5 separate regions of the Mus musculus genome follow, and regions 2, 3, 4 and 5 are each linked to region 1. Evidence: chromatin contacts called from public promoter capture Hi-C and targeted proximity ligation data. All regions are on one chromosome and are shown on one strand. The core of a region is the stretch at or near the end of the contact, and the rest is flanking DNA. Distances in the headings are between cores, read along the strand shown.

The links. Promoter capture Hi-C pulls out the DNA fragments that hold promoters and counts their contacts.
Region 2: a promoter capture Hi-C map of liver shows a contact between it and region 1, with 3 times the contacts expected there. A contact is called at or near these places in 8 of 39 promoter capture datasets (the 3T3-L1 cell line, 3T3-L1-derived adipocytes, the C10 cell line and 3 more).
Region 3: a targeted proximity ligation map of astrocytes shows a contact between it and region 1, with 4 times the contacts expected there. A contact is called at or near these places in 8 of 39 promoter capture datasets (the 3T3-L1 cell line, hippocampal neurons, liver and 3 more), 2 of 484 Hi-C or Micro-C datasets (B cells and CD4 T cells) and 2 of 130 datasets of targeted methods (astrocytes and memory CD8 T cells).
Region 4: a promoter capture Hi-C map of pre-B cells shows a contact between it and region 1, with 3 times the contacts expected there. A contact is called at or near these places in 5 of 39 promoter capture datasets (cranial neural crest, liver, neutrophils and 1 more) and 3 of 484 Hi-C or Micro-C datasets (the 63-12 cell line, cerebral cortex and pro-B cells).
Region 5: a contact with region 1 is called in a promoter capture Hi-C map of liver, with 4 times the contacts expected there. A contact is called at or near these places in 9 of 39 promoter capture datasets (the 3T3-L1 cell line, the C10 cell line, cranial neural crest and 4 more), 4 of 484 Hi-C or Micro-C datasets (cortical neurons, embryonic fibroblasts, gonadal supporting cells and 1 more), 2 of 130 datasets of targeted methods (astrocytes and large pre-B cells) and 1 of 9 other capture datasets (liver).

Annotation. Positions count from the first base shown.
Region 1 is chr19:34,920,929-34,923,772 of GRCm38.p6, reverse strand. It overlaps Kif20b (kinesin family member 20B), which reads right to left and starts at 1,415. Exons shown (of 32, transcript NM_001362434.1): 1 at 1,340-1,415.
Region 2 is chr19:34,164,609-34,167,452 of GRCm38.p6, reverse strand. Ankrd22 (ankyrin repeat domain 22) reads left to right here and starts at 1,412. Exons shown (of 6, transcript NM_024204.6): 1 at 1,412-1,698. The coding sequence starts at 1,678.
Region 3 is chr19:34,190,783-34,193,626 of GRCm38.p6, reverse strand. It overlaps Stambpl1 (STAM binding protein like 1), which reads right to left and starts at 1,398. Exons shown (of 11, transcript NM_029682.5): 1 at 996-1,398.
Region 4 is chr19:34,220,204-34,223,047 of GRCm38.p6, reverse strand. It overlaps Stambpl1 (STAM binding protein like 1), which reads right to left. Exons shown (of 11, transcript NM_029682.5): 2 at 2,782-2,844. The coding sequence starts at 2,811. Among named protein-coding and RNA genes, the nearest start is that of Stambpl1, 29 kb to the right of the region's middle.
Region 5 is chr19:34,253,934-34,256,777 of GRCm38.p6, reverse strand. Acta2 (actin, alpha 2, smooth muscle, aorta) reads left to right here and starts at 1,405. Exons shown (of 9, transcript NM_007392.3): 1 at 1,405-1,488. It overlaps Gm31355 (a long non-coding RNA gene), which reads left to right. Exons shown (of 4, transcript XR_386664.1): 4 at 1-142.

The DNA.
Region 1 (2,844 bases), core at 166-2,665:
TATTTGCAAAATAAATTCCTATTTATTTTCCGATTATAAGTAAAAAAGTGAAATAATGCATATAAACTTTACATTTAAAATAAGAGAATTGGGTCCTAGCCCAGTAGGATGCAACTCTGGGTACCTGAGGTACCACAGCCAGAATCTCCAATAATAATGATGATGACGACAATGAAAATCACTAACTGACACATCACAAGGTTGAATGTGAATATGGAATAATGCCATCACTGAACTATTAAATCTGAATTGCACATCAAATCCCTATAGGATAAACCTAACCCTCCACCCCCCAAAAAATTAACATTTAAAATTTTCTAAGGGGGCTGGTGAGATGGCTCAGCGGTTGAGAGCACCGACTGCTCCTCCAAAGGTCCTGAGTTCAAATCCCAGCAACCACATGGTGGCTCACAACCATCTGTCACAAAAATCTGATGCCCTCTTCTGGAGTATTTGAAGACAGCTACAGTGTACACACATATAATAAATAAATAAATCTTTAAAAAAATTTTTTTCTAAGAATCTATCACGCCGGGCAGTAGTGGCTCACGCCTTTAATCCTAGCATTTGAGAGGCAGAGGCAGGCGGATTTCAGAGTTCGAGGCCAGCCTGGTCTACAGAGTGAGTTCCTGGACAGCCAGGGCTACACAGAGAAACCCTGTCTCGAAAAATAAAAAGAAAGAAAGAAAGCAAGCATCTACCAGATGCACAATACCAGAGAGAAAAGGTCGCCTCTCTCCTAATTTTTCAAAGAAACAGATTTAACAGTCTAAAGCACCTAGCACCGGGATTCCCTATTTAAGTAGAAAGACAATCATCTAAATTTGTTTACTCTTCACGACAGGCTCAAAATACAGACCAACGGAAGTAGTACTGGACTAAAACTGACTCACTTCAATTTCCTTTATATACACATAAAACCCAAATATGCTTCTTTTCTAGCCACAAAGTAATGTGACATTTTTTTTTAAAAAAAGCCCCCACTGGACTCAACCTAGAAAGAGATCTTGTCACGTGACAAAACAACTGCTCACCTCCCGAATTCAGGCAACCAGACGTGGCAAATCTTTTTGTGTCTAATAAAACTAGTGTCTGTGAATCTAAAGTGTACCTCCTTTACCGGACCAGGAAACCGAGGCCTAGACAGACCGAAGTCTTCCGCCTCAAGGCTTAACTCGCTTAACTCCCTGAAGCTCAGCCCCACCTTCAGCAGCCCCGCACCTAGACTACGGGCATCACGAGCCCCGACAACGCTGACACGGCCGAGGCGTCGCAGCTTCGTGCCCTCTGTGCAAGCAGCCACCCTCGGAGCCCCCAAAATCGTCAGCTCCTCACTTACTGCAATCGCTGGTCCCTGCACGCCTCCCCACCTGCAGAATTCCACTTCCTCCCGGTTTTCAAATTCAAACAATGGCGGCTCGGCGCCGCGCTGAACCCTGGGAGTGGGCGGGGCTTCCGGCGAGCCCTGGGGGCTGGACCCGCTCGCGGCCGAGTTTCGCCCCCGCCTCCGGAAAAGGCTTTCAAGTCTGGGGGGCGGGACTCGGTGCTCCGGGCGACCGATGGGGCAGTAGCAACGCTCGTGGGCTACCTAGCTGGGAGTTTCTCGGGGCCATATTAGGTTTGACCCTAACGATACCTGTTCGGTACTCAGGTCTCAGGTTCCGTCCTAGACCCGCATGATGACGAGCCTTGCTGAGGCCGCTGTCTCCGCACTGCCTCCCGCGATGCCCCCAGGAGCGGAGGAATGGCAAACTATTCCTCCTATTACACCTCAGAGTCCTGTCATTCCCCGGGGCAGAAAGGACTTGCGACCTGGGACCAAGTTAACTCCCCTCTTTAAGTGATTCTTCTTGTCGATGACGGCCCTCTTGGATGAAACACGTTTTCCTCAAAATACATTTTAGGAGCATATCCTTCATCTTTTTATACCCCCTTTTTGATGTTTCTGAAAGCATAAATCAGCTACCGCTGAGAGGCACTGTGCAGTGCCCCAAAATGTAAGTGCCCATGTGTCCTTCTCCGCTTCCCTAAAGTAACCCTCTGAGTGCAGGGCTAATTTACTAATACATTCATATGACGAGAATTTACTATTGAGGCTAGACTTTCACTTTGAATAAAAATAATGCTAACGTAAATTGAGCATTTACCTTATGCTTCCGCTGGCACTACCTTTATAAAATGGATTGTCTGACTGGTGCTAAGAACCCTTTAAAGTAGGTATTGCTACCGTCCCATTTAATACATTCTAAATAAGTAATGGGCACAAACGTAAATGGAGGGTTGGAGAGATGGCTTAGTGGTTAAGAACACTGACCTCTTCCAGAGGTCCTGAGTTCAATTCCCAGCAAACCACATGGTGGTTAACAACCATCTGTAAAGTGATCCAACGCCCTCTTCTGGTGTGTCTGAGGACAGCAACAGTGTACTCATATAAATCTTTTAAAAAACAAAAAAGCCGGATAGTGGCACATGCCTTTAATCCCAGCACTTGGGAGGCAGTGGCAGGCGGATTTCTGAGTTCGAGGCCAGCCTGGTCTACAGAGTGAGTTCCAGGACAGTCAGGACTACACAGAGAAACCCTGTCTCGGGGGGGGGGGGGGAAGAAAAGTAAATGGAACCGGGATTTAAAATCAGTTGAAGAAGTTTTGTTACCTTAGCTTTTCTGTGATCATATTTTCAGCTATTGCACTTAATTAGAAGGATTTTTGGAACACTAGCTTGACAACCTTAGTGTTTTTCGATCTTGATACAGAATTTATATCTCCTACCACTACCCTGCCTCTGACTTCTTTCATACACACACACACTTCTCCCCCAAACAAAATAATCAAATTTGAGAAGAAC
Region 2 (2,844 bases), core at 163-2,662, 760 kb after region 1:
AGTAATCTTAATTATTAATATCCTCAGATCACACATGATATGTCACATATATGATATGTGTATATGTAGTTTACAGAATGACTATGGATAGTTTAAAAGGCTGTTCAATGAGTTAGAAGTTTGAAAACTGCCATCAGATAGTCTATACAGGAAGACCCTGTGGTGGTGGTAGATATAGGCTATAGGGTTGGAGTAGAGCTTCAGAGATGAGACATGGGACCTAGGCCACAGAGTCGGGAGAGCAAAAGGTAGGAGTAGGCCCACACTAATGATAGGGAGATGAGTGGATAGAAATTTGCTGTTGTCTGCATCAATAATAAGGAGTGAGCTAAGGTGATGTCCTGGGGACAATCAAGAGTTCTGTTTCCATTGGTCTCTTCATAAACAGGGCAGGAGGTCAGATGGATGCTCTTTGAGGCATCACCATCCATCCAGGTGAGAGTGTAGCATCCATTCCTCAGTTTGGAGTGTCTGCTAAGTCCCCAACCTACTCCTCCGATCATGATCATAATATGCCCATGTGTTTCTGCGATCCCAGTTCACAGCGACCAATGTGCCTTTCCTCCTTTAAGGAGTAAACTACTTTTCAGTTAGGGCCTCTCAGGTCATGTCAGACAGCTGCTGTTGCTCCTGTGTCCAGCAAGATGAACAGTCATCCGCCATTCTCACAATGGAGTCAAATGTTGCTTGTAAACTGAAATCTGTCAGGGCAAGGCACGGTCTGAATAAAACAAGTGTCACACAACACAAAAGAACTTTGAGCAGGGTTTCAGCTGTTCCCTACAGCACCACGATAAGAGATTATAGTAGCGATGACTGCAGGCACAGAAGGTGCTAGTGGCAGCGGAGGAGGCTGAGTCACAGGTACCACAACAGATATAGCAGGAGTCAGGCCTGGTGCTCCACAGCACCTCAGAGTGATCTACTTTGCATCTTTTTTACTTATAAAAAAAGTATGAGAGAGGACTTTGAAGGTTCTCAGAAGAATGACATTAAAACATATAGAAATGCTAATTACTCTCACTTGACCATTATATATAATACTTTTTGAATTATCATATAATACTGAATACATGTGTATAATTACCACACATCAATTAAAATAATTAAAAAAACTATTAAGTTAAGTTTAATTTATTAACTTACAGGGCCCTTTAAGTGTCTGGGGGAAAGGTGTAACTTGCTAGCCATGACTTTAAGGATTATTTACCTAACTAGATCCCGTGACTCTCACTAATGAGTTGGCTGACTATGATGGCCACTGAATGCTGGATTTCAATTCAGAAATTGCGTAAGTACAGAGTCCTGTTTTGAACTCTTCCTGCTGGCCTAAGAAGTTCCTCCTCCCAGCACCCCACCTGTGCTTCCTTTTTTACTGCCGCCTCCACTGGCAGAGGTACATGACTCAGAAACCGGTTCCCCTGGCTGTAACAGTGATACAGCTGGGATCATTACCTGTAAGCCAATGCCTTCTCTTCATAGCCTGTCTCTCTACAAGGTGTGTTGCTGTCACAGACTGCTGAAAAGGCATTCCCAGGTGTGGAAAGAGAGGGCTCGCCACCAGCTTGGACTTCCAGGGACCTTATTTTCCTGGAAGAAATTTAATATTAATTAGAAACGCCTCTAGAAGATTCACTACTGCATTGTAGAGAGGGTGCGAATCCAGGAAGGACCGGGATGGGAATCCTATATTCTGAGGTAAGTCATAATTCTGAACATAGGAGTCCGAAGGGGCTAAAAATTTCTTTTGTTTTTCCACGATTAATTGTCTATCCCTGTTATCATGACTTATTTTCAATTCTATTTAGTGTTCCTTGTGAGTATTAAGTCAGGAAAGATCTCTTGTGATCCTAAGATATTTAGGGTTTATTTTTTGTTTTGCTTTGTTTGTTTTGGTATCTTAACACAAGTTAGACTGAAATAATAAGTTTTAGCTAGACTCAAGTTGAGAGTGATGGGATACATATTTTCTGACATCCTAATTGCAGAGGTGATACCGAAAAACGGGGCTGTAGCTATATTGTGTCTCAGTGAAATACACGAGGGCAAGAGAAACTCATACCTAATTGGATTTTCTAAAAAGCCAAATGATTGGCAAGCTTTTCATGGAACCCATGACTACAACAACACCTTGAAGCTTATTATGTGGAAGGAAGTTCACCTTTGGCAATTATTAATATAGGTTATCACCGTATAGACACAATGACAGGAAGTACCGCTTTGATATCTGGACTATTTCCTCTTGATAGCTGTCAGGACATTTTTCTACATTGAACATAGCTTACTACAATCAAATACATTTTCAATGTTTCAAAGGGTGATGTTTGAATAAGAGTATCAGAGGCACAGTAATGTTGTTGTGGTAGTGGTTCTTCTTCTTCTTCTTCTTCTTCTTCTTCTTCTTCTTCTTCTTCTTCTTCTTCTTCTTCTCCTTCTTCTCCTTCTCCTTCTCCTTCTCCTTCTCCTTCTCCTTCTCCTTCTCCTTCTCCTTCTTCTTCTTCTTCTTCTTCTTCTCCTCTCATTATTATTATTATCATTATTATTATTCATAACTTACTCCTTGTCTGACATAATTAACTTGCTAATCAGCATTCCATTCTCTAAGCTCAAGGGAGCCTCATTGATTTGGATCTGCTAGCATGAAAGGTGGTTGTTTGGTGCCTGCTTCCAATGAACATGTGCAAGCATGAATTTGCGACTGTGTGCACTTAAGTGTGTGAGTGCCTTTACTAAAGGCATTGTCTGCTTATTTCACCGTCCTGGGAATATCTTGCTCTGTGATTTTGATCTCACCAAGAAGTCACGTACATATGAGGATGTTAAAAGATATAATGTGAATTAACA
Region 3 (2,844 bases), core at 149-2,648, 730 kb after region 1:
TTAATGTGTTTAAAATGAACACATATTTACAGTGGACTTAAACAATGCCCAGCAGAGTCTAGTTACAGAGTACATTTATAAAAATCAAATTAGCGTCTGTCAGAAATACAAAAAAACTGCCCATGGAAACGGGTCTGGAAACAAGTACTACTTACAAATTGAAACCGGAAGTCAAACATTCAAGTGTTAATTTTTGTCTGCTCTCAGGAGTCGGTATTGACCTTGACAGAAGCTCAGATTAACCTTATTTCTGGAGACACTTTTGAAACTCAAGACTTCGTTTAATTTTCGTGGCTAGCAGGATGTCTGGAAAGCAGCGTGCTCACTAGGGCTTACTAGTGACCAAACACTCGTTTCGGGAAGACAGACAGGCCCCTCCCCCTCACACAACCTAGAGATTTTTTTTTCCCCAATCCTCTAAATTAGATTCTGTTTCTTGAATTACTCCTTCATTTTTTTTTTCTTTTTCTTTTACATTTCAATTAACCACAGCACTTCGGACTCTAGACTGTCAGCAGTTATTTCGACGAGTTCTGGAAAATTATGTTTTAATAGCATTGCATCTTTTTGCGCATTTCCCTTGAGGCTTCCAGCGAGCAATCAAGTTATTCCAGTAAGAGAATATGTCTCACGAGGCTAAAGGGCATCAATGCAACATCTAGAAAGTCCTTTCCTCCCCTTACCCTCTAGTATGAAGGTGCTTTTACCAGTTTCTCGCCCCTCCCTCCTTGACATCCCGCGCAGCCGACGTGGAGCCCCACGCAAAACCAGTGAGGTGGGCTCTTGGAATCCTGACATCATCTGCAAGGATGCATTCCAAGTATGAACCAGAAAAGCACGCGCAGCCGGGTCCAGGTCACCGCCCCAGGGCCAAGAGACCAGGAACCACAGCCTCCGCCTTCCTGGGCGAGAAGAAGCTAACCCTAGAGCGGGATAGGGGCGCGTGGGGGCGGGGACCGCAGGGCGACAGGAAGCCACTCGTCATCACCACTCACCTCGGGGCCAGCGGGCACACGTGTGGGGCCACTCACCAGCAGTCGTGCGCGTCCGGAGCTTGTGTGGGATGACGACTGCGACGACTGTCCCTGCGCGGGCCGCGTGGCTCGGGCATCCGTGTGGCCTCTGCAGCCCGGGCGGCAGCGGCTGCTCCGCAAGGCACCGGCGCTTGGTGACGGTGGCACCAGGCTGTGAGTCGCTCCCAGGCTGGTCTAGTCCGGGCCTCTGGGTTCTCTTTGCTCTTGGTCGGTCGAGCTCTGATGCCTTCCGTGGCTTGGACTCTCTCTTCTGTCTGGCGGGACAGCCCCAGCTCCCTTGCAAAACAACGCACAGGCCAATGGCCTCTGAATCTCTGCCGCAGCAACGTAGGGAATGAAATTGTCACAGCGATGGTCCGCCCCCTCCCCCTTCCCCGGCCCCTGGGTGCGGCCTCCGCCTCTGCCTCCGCCCCCTCTGTAGCCACAGCTTCCCACGTGCTGCAAAAAAACCTCTGGGGTGGCGGGTCCCTGCGGAGGGCCTATGGCCAGATGGAAATGGCTGCTTGTGATTTAACCCCCGGTCTACCTGCATACTCGTTGCCCTAGGTTGGACCACCTGGACAGCCCAGTGAATTATCAACTTGGCCTAGAAGCTGGGAAAATGGCTGGGCGACTCCAAAAACTGCAGAGCACGCAAGCTGTCATGAAGCTGAATTTGCCAATGTAATGGTTTAGCTATAGGATTACAGCTTATGTAGGAATCCCATTTTGAGATTTAACCGTGACTAAGCGCTGCCGCCGTGAAACACTCCCCCTCTCCCCACCTTCTTGAACTAGGAAAATACAAACGGTTAGCTCCTTACCATTACTATAGTGTCACCATTATAATGCAGTGTCTTTAATATGGCCATAGACCTGAGCCAGACACAGTGCACGCAACGATTCATATTCACTACAGTCCCGTATACAAAAGCTGCATCTTATATGTTTTCCATGAGTAAGACAGAGACAAGTAAAATTATTTATCTGCGAGTTTTAAATCAGCTGCGTAGTAGTGGAAGGCATGCTGTTAGCGTGGAGAGTGTGGAGGAAGGGGAGAAAGGATGAAGGGAGCTGGAAGAATCCATTCTGATTTGACATCCGTGCTAGCAAGTTTTATAGAAACTTGACACAAGATAGAGCCATCTGAGAAGAGAGAACCTGATTTGAGAAAATGCCTTCACAATATGGGGGGCCTTAGGCAAGCCTGTAGGGCGTCTTCTTAATTAGTAATTAGTGTGGGAGGGTACCAGCACATTGTGGGTGGTGCCACTCCTCGACAGGTGATCCTAGGTGCTGTAAGAAAGCCGAGCAAGCCAAGGGGAGCAAGTCAGTAAGCAGCACTCTAGGGGGCCAGGGGGGGTTTCTCTTTCTCCCCCAACTCCCCGCGATGGCTTCTACATCAGGCCCTGCTTCCAGATTCTAATCCTGCTTGAGTTTCTGCCTTGACATCCTTCAAGAATGGACTGCACTGTGGTAGTGAAATAAGCCCTTTCCTCCCTAAGTTGATTTTTGTCTTGCTGCTTTGTCACAGTGATTGAAACTCTTAAGTAAGAAGACCTCAAAAGCTGCTTCTTCGAGGGAGCAGTACCAACTCGCCAACATTTTAAGAACACTGTCACTGTTGATGAGCTGGGGGTTTCCAGCTTCGGTGGGAACCCAGCTCCAAGTGGAAGAAAACACTACAGTGGGGTGAGACACACTGGCTGTCTTGGTTGGTTTTTCCTTTGGAAACCAAACTTGCAACCCAGACTCTGCCACTTTCTGAGCTGTTTAATTCACCCTTGGTGCCACCCCTCCTTTTTTTTTAAGATTTATCTATTTATTTTAT
Region 4 (2,844 bases), core at 173-2,672, 700 kb after region 1:
GGGAATTACAGATAAAACTACTCTGGTATTTCACTGTACTCTGGTCAGAATGGGTGAGATTTAAAACACAAAAGAAACCAAATGCTGGGAACGATGCAGGGAAAAGGGAAGCCTCCCGCACTGTTGGTCACAGTACAAACCGGTACAGATCAACTCTATGACCTAGACACATCACTTTGGGCATATACCCAAGCTACTCTCTTTCCTACTCCAGGGACACTGCTTGTTCATTGTTCTATTCACAATAGCTAGGATATAGAAAGAGCCTAGGTCCCACCAGTCAATGAGTGGATGATGAATAGAATTTTATCCATCTGGAAAAATAAATTATGAAAATTTCAGGTAAATGAACGAGACTGGGAAACATAACGAGTGACATAACCAAGACCCAGAAAGACAAATGTGGCATGTCCTCAGTCATACATGGATCCTCGCATCAAATCTTTAGATTTTTGTATTTAACTTGAGGTGCACGTAGAAGCTAGTAAACAAGAAAGGAGCCATAGATGGAAAGGGTAAAAAGAGATCTTAAGGCAGCAGAGGATAGTATGGCTCAGGGGGTATAAAGGGAGGAGAATAATGAGAGAGGAGAGAGGGTGGGGGAAGCAGGAGCAGCGAACAGGGTAAGGAGAGAAAACTAGCAAGAAGTTTGAAAGTTATCTTATCCAATGAATAATGCTTTTCCCAGAAGGCAGAAGTTGTCAGATAAATATCCCAGTGCCAAGTGTATCATACATTCTCTTAAGTTGTTGATTAGTGGTGTCCTGGAGACCTCCTAGATAACACAGGCTACTGCTAGGGTACTCCAGAGACTTCCTATACACTACAGGCTACTGCCATTGTTTGGGATGTCCTGGAGACGTCCTATACAACCCAGTCTATTGCTTTTGTTCTTGATTTCCCACTGGAACTTGATAGTGAGACCCTATTGCTGGAGACACTATATATTCTGTTCATAATACATGGGGAAAAAAAGTTCCTCCTTTCTGTGTAAGGTACTATTCAGGCTGCCGATGGAGAAAGGTCATCAACAGAGTTACCAGTTATGAACCCTGTGAGCTACAGTAATGATCAAGATGGCAAGACATGCCTGTGGGTACAAGAGTGTCATCAATGTTACGGACGTAACCAACTACTTTTCTCATTGAATTTAAGGTCTGCTCCACAAAGAAATGCAAACCTGGTAGTGGCCAAGAACCAATGGTTGGGAGTTCATAGGACTTACGATTATTATTTTGCTAAACAGAGCATCAATCTGCCCCTTAAATACCTATAGACTTGGGCAGCTCTTAGACCATAACAAAGACGTTTATTTGTGCAGTGGATGGCAGTTAATGCACAAAACTCCCAAGTGGGCAAAGTGCAGAGAGTAAGTGTCTATGGCGTGTCCTCCATGGTTCAGGAACCATAGTGGAAGAGGAGGCAGGAAGAGATAAGAGTCAGAGATCAAAGAAATGCAAAAGAGGGTCTACTGGTCATGACAGATGCACTCATGAACTCGCAGCAAGTCTGGCTGACTGCATGAGAGCTGTACAATATGAAAAAATTAACAGCTTTCATTTATCAGGTCGCCATGATAGGCTGAGGACATACATAAATGAGGGCCAAAGAGATTATGTAGTATACCTATATTCACTTTTAGGGACTTCTCTGGGCTACCAAGCAAATAGACATGATCCCAAAGTCCTGTTACAGAAGCCAACCATAACTTTCTCCTGAGAGGTTTCATTCAGCAGTGGATGGAAACAGATCCAGAGACCCATACATCAGGTGGAGCTTGGAGACTCGTGTGGAAGTGGGGATGGGTATAGGACTGAGTGAGCCAGGAGGAGCAGGTGAGCTACCTGTAGGTCACCACAGGTAGACCTACAGAGTCCACTAACATGGGCCCATGGGTGGAGGGTTGGGGGAGGGTCAGAGTCACTGAACCACCAAAGAGCATGCAGAGACCTAGGCTCCCCTACACATTTGTAGCAGATATGCACCTTGGTCTTCATATGGGTTCCCCAACAACAGGAGCAGGGACTGTTTTGGATTCTGTCACCTGCCATCAGATTCCCTTCCCCTAGCTGAACTGCCTGGTTGGGCCTTGATATCTCTGGGTGGGGTAGAACACAAGGGAGGCTCCCCCTTCTCTGCCGAGAAGAGGAGGGGAAAATGGAGGGAGGGATTTGTGAGGGTGTGACTGGGAGGAAAGAAGGGAGGGGAGGGCTGTGACCAGGAAGTAAAGTGAATAAATAAACATATTAATGGGGGGAAAAGTCCTGATTCTTCCTCTCCAACACACTGTTCTTCTGGGATACGGGTAGGAAAGCTGTCAGTTCTGACAGGCTGTAGCGGAAAAGTGAGAAACACAAGCAGCTTAAGAACACAGACACACAAGGACCGTGCCCAAGCAACAGCTCAGTGCTGAACATGGAGGACTTTTCTCAGTTGTTACCACACACGGCAAGCGTCCAACTTTTATCTGTAAAGGAGCTCAAACGCGATGATACCCTCTGAAATCGCCTCTGGTATTTTTTCCAGAGGATCTATGCTCCTAGAATCTAGCCTCACAGGTTAACATTTCCCACTTTTGTGAGCAAAACTGTAAAACTCTATTTTTAAACCTTGCAAAGATGGCTCTCGTAGTCACGTCCTCGAAGGACAGGGCCACACAGAAGGCTACAAACCTACAAGTGCTCTGTGTCTTAAAAGTAGTAGTGAGACTTTCTACAGCCTGCCCCACTCTTCTTTAGGAGCTTTTCAACCATATACAACGTGTGGCTTGGCATGACTTACCAGTGAATTCACAGTGAATGGCTGCTCCATGCTGTCCTGTCTGCAAAGGCAAGGTGCTCACTC
Region 5 (2,844 bases), core at 156-2,655, 670 kb after region 1:
GCTCGTGAAGTGACCAAGACAACACTCTAACACTCCTGAAGCAAGACATCAACACAGAGATCCGTGCCTGGGACTAAAGTAAAAACCAAAACCAAAACCAAAGCAAAACATGGAATTTTGCTTTACACGATGCCTATGATAAGGACCCATTGGATTAATCATAAATGTCCTACTCTGTCTTATACTATGCGATCTCTGTATTTGAGCAGACAATGTATTTCTTAGTCGATAGAAACCAGATACAGAGTAGAAAACTCTTGAGCAACACAAAGAAACCACATCATTGTTTAGCAACTATTAGATTCTCCTAAGAGTCACCAGTGTAATTTCTCAAAGAAAACTATGCATGCGCTCAGGTGGACACCATAAAACAAGTGCATGAGCCGTGGGAGCGTGAGTGGACAGCTGCTGCCATTCACCCTGGGGTTTCCCTAACATGTGCACAGTTCAGAAGCACTCCCAGAATCCATCCAAAATATCTCTATCGTGAATGGAATCAGAACCTTGGCTTGCAGGAGGAAAGTACAGAAATGTAAAGTCACTGACTGTCCATCAAAGCCAACGATCTGATGCCTTTGAAGAATGATAGGGTCACTTGAGGTCACTTGATCTCTGTTTCTGTCCAGTGGGCTCATAGTCATGGAGGAGAGTGAGCAGGCTTCATTTCAACATTTCAAATTTCTTTTACAAAGTTTTTTTTTTTTATTTTTTTATGACAGGGTGACTGGTGATCTCTGTGGGCAAAGGATGGTCCTTAATCATGCTGTTAAGGGTCAGTAAAAAGCCAGCAACATGCGGAATGTTAAGGGTTAAAGCAGTTACAGTGATTCTGACTTCTAAGTTACTCTTTGGGCAACACAGGCTGGTTAATCCTCACTACATACTTCAGTTCCTGGTTTCATTACTACAACACAAAGACACAATGTATAAGTACAATGTAGCTTCCATAAAAACATGACTCCTCTGCATATTTATGGGTGACTCGAAGCATCTTTTGATCTAGGCTACCTTTTGCAACAGTGTTGCTTAAAAATCGCAGCTAGTCAGAGACAGGCCCTTCCTTATCCAAGTCCTCAGCTAATGGCCCAAAAGACTAGCCAGACAGGGGCTGGCATCTTCTGAGGAATGTGCAAACCGTGCCTGCGTCTGTCCCATGACACTAGCCCAGTGTCTGGGCATTTGAGCAGTTGTTCTGAGGGCTTAGGATGTTTATCCCCATAAGCAGCTGAGCTGCCTCCTGTTTCGGGAGCAGAACAGAGGAATGCAGTGGAAGAGACCCAGGCCTCTGGCCACCCAGATTAGAGAGTTTTGTGCTGAGGTCCCTATATGGTTGTGTTAGAGTGAACGGCCAGCTTCAGCCCGTCTTTGCTCCTTGTTTGGGAAGCGAGTGGGAGGGGATCAGAGCAAGGGGCTATATAACCCTTCAGCGTTCAGCCTCCCGGGACACCACCCACCCAGAGTGGAGAAGCCCAGCCAGTCGCTGTCAGGGTAAGTAGCCCCAGCCCAGGGATATGACTTCGAGTTTTCCCAGGCTCTTTTATCATCCAATGTAGCCAGACATTGTCTGTGGGAATCTGAATGACTCACGTGTTTTGAATTTTTGAATAAAGATTTATACTGTTAAAATGATTGTAGCTTTTTAGCTTGCATGATTTTACATCCGAATAGGGCTGATTTACTGGAAACAACGCTTGATTTACTGGAAAAGGAAATGGATAGAAAATTAAAGTTTGTTCATGTGTGTCATCTGCAAAACCTGTTTACACTAAACCAACTGCTCTGATCCCGCAGCGTACTGTAGGGGTGGAGTCTAGCTGTATGTGGTAAATTATACGTTTGTTTCTACTTAGGCAAAAGTTGGAAACTTTTGGATGTATCATGATGTAGCATGAGGTATTTAGTGCAGCTGAGGTAACTGGAAGTGAATATCAGGAATGAACTGAGGTAGTTGCCTGCTCTCTGATGTTGGCTGAGTGGACGCATTGCTTCTGGGTTTCCGGGGCTCTAAGAGCTGGTGTCCTATGCTGGAAATGTGTATCTTGTGAGTGTGTTGGTGCCCTTACAAGTCAGACCTATGCCATTGGTCATTTGCAGCATAGCATAGCTTTTCTACTTTCTGCAAAGAAAGGAGGAAGTGTCTCATCCAGGGGAGATCTGATTTGCATTTCTCTGCCTCACGTGTCCCTCAGCCGCTTAAGTATCTGTGGAACCAGCCTTGCCACCCCACATTGTAACTCAGGGCTCGGTAGCTTCATCAGGGAATGGAGTTTTCTCGATAAGATTTTCCTCCTGTTTTGTGATTCATGACTAAATATGGTTTGCATTTGAGACTCATAAGCTGGGAAGGGTACTGTCCTTTCCTCCCCTCCCCCCTCCCCCCAACAATTCATTTTTGGCACCAGATGAGCTCCACTGGGCTGCACCAAACTCCCCGCCCCGGTGCAGTTCCAAAAGCAGAGGCTGGAGCCCAGTGTGTTTTACCTAATTAGGAAATGCTCCCCGCTTCAAACCGAGCTGCTCATTCAGGTTAGATAAGAGTTGCAAACCACAGCGGCTGCGTCCTCTGGAAACACACAGACTTCTTCTCCAGTGACAACGCTCCTTTCAGAGCTTAATAAGACAATTTTTTCCTGGATATTTTTGATGAAATAGAAATACATCTTTACGGAATTTGACAGTATTTTTTCCTGCATTTTTTTAAAAACCAGGTAGCTTATTTTTCTGAATATACTAAGGCACAACCTTAAGCCATCCTGCCCAACAAAAAGTTTATGTGGGTTATCCTTCCCCATTTTCAGAGGGTATCCTAATTCCAAGTGGCTTATCCCATTTGCAGCCCTGGTG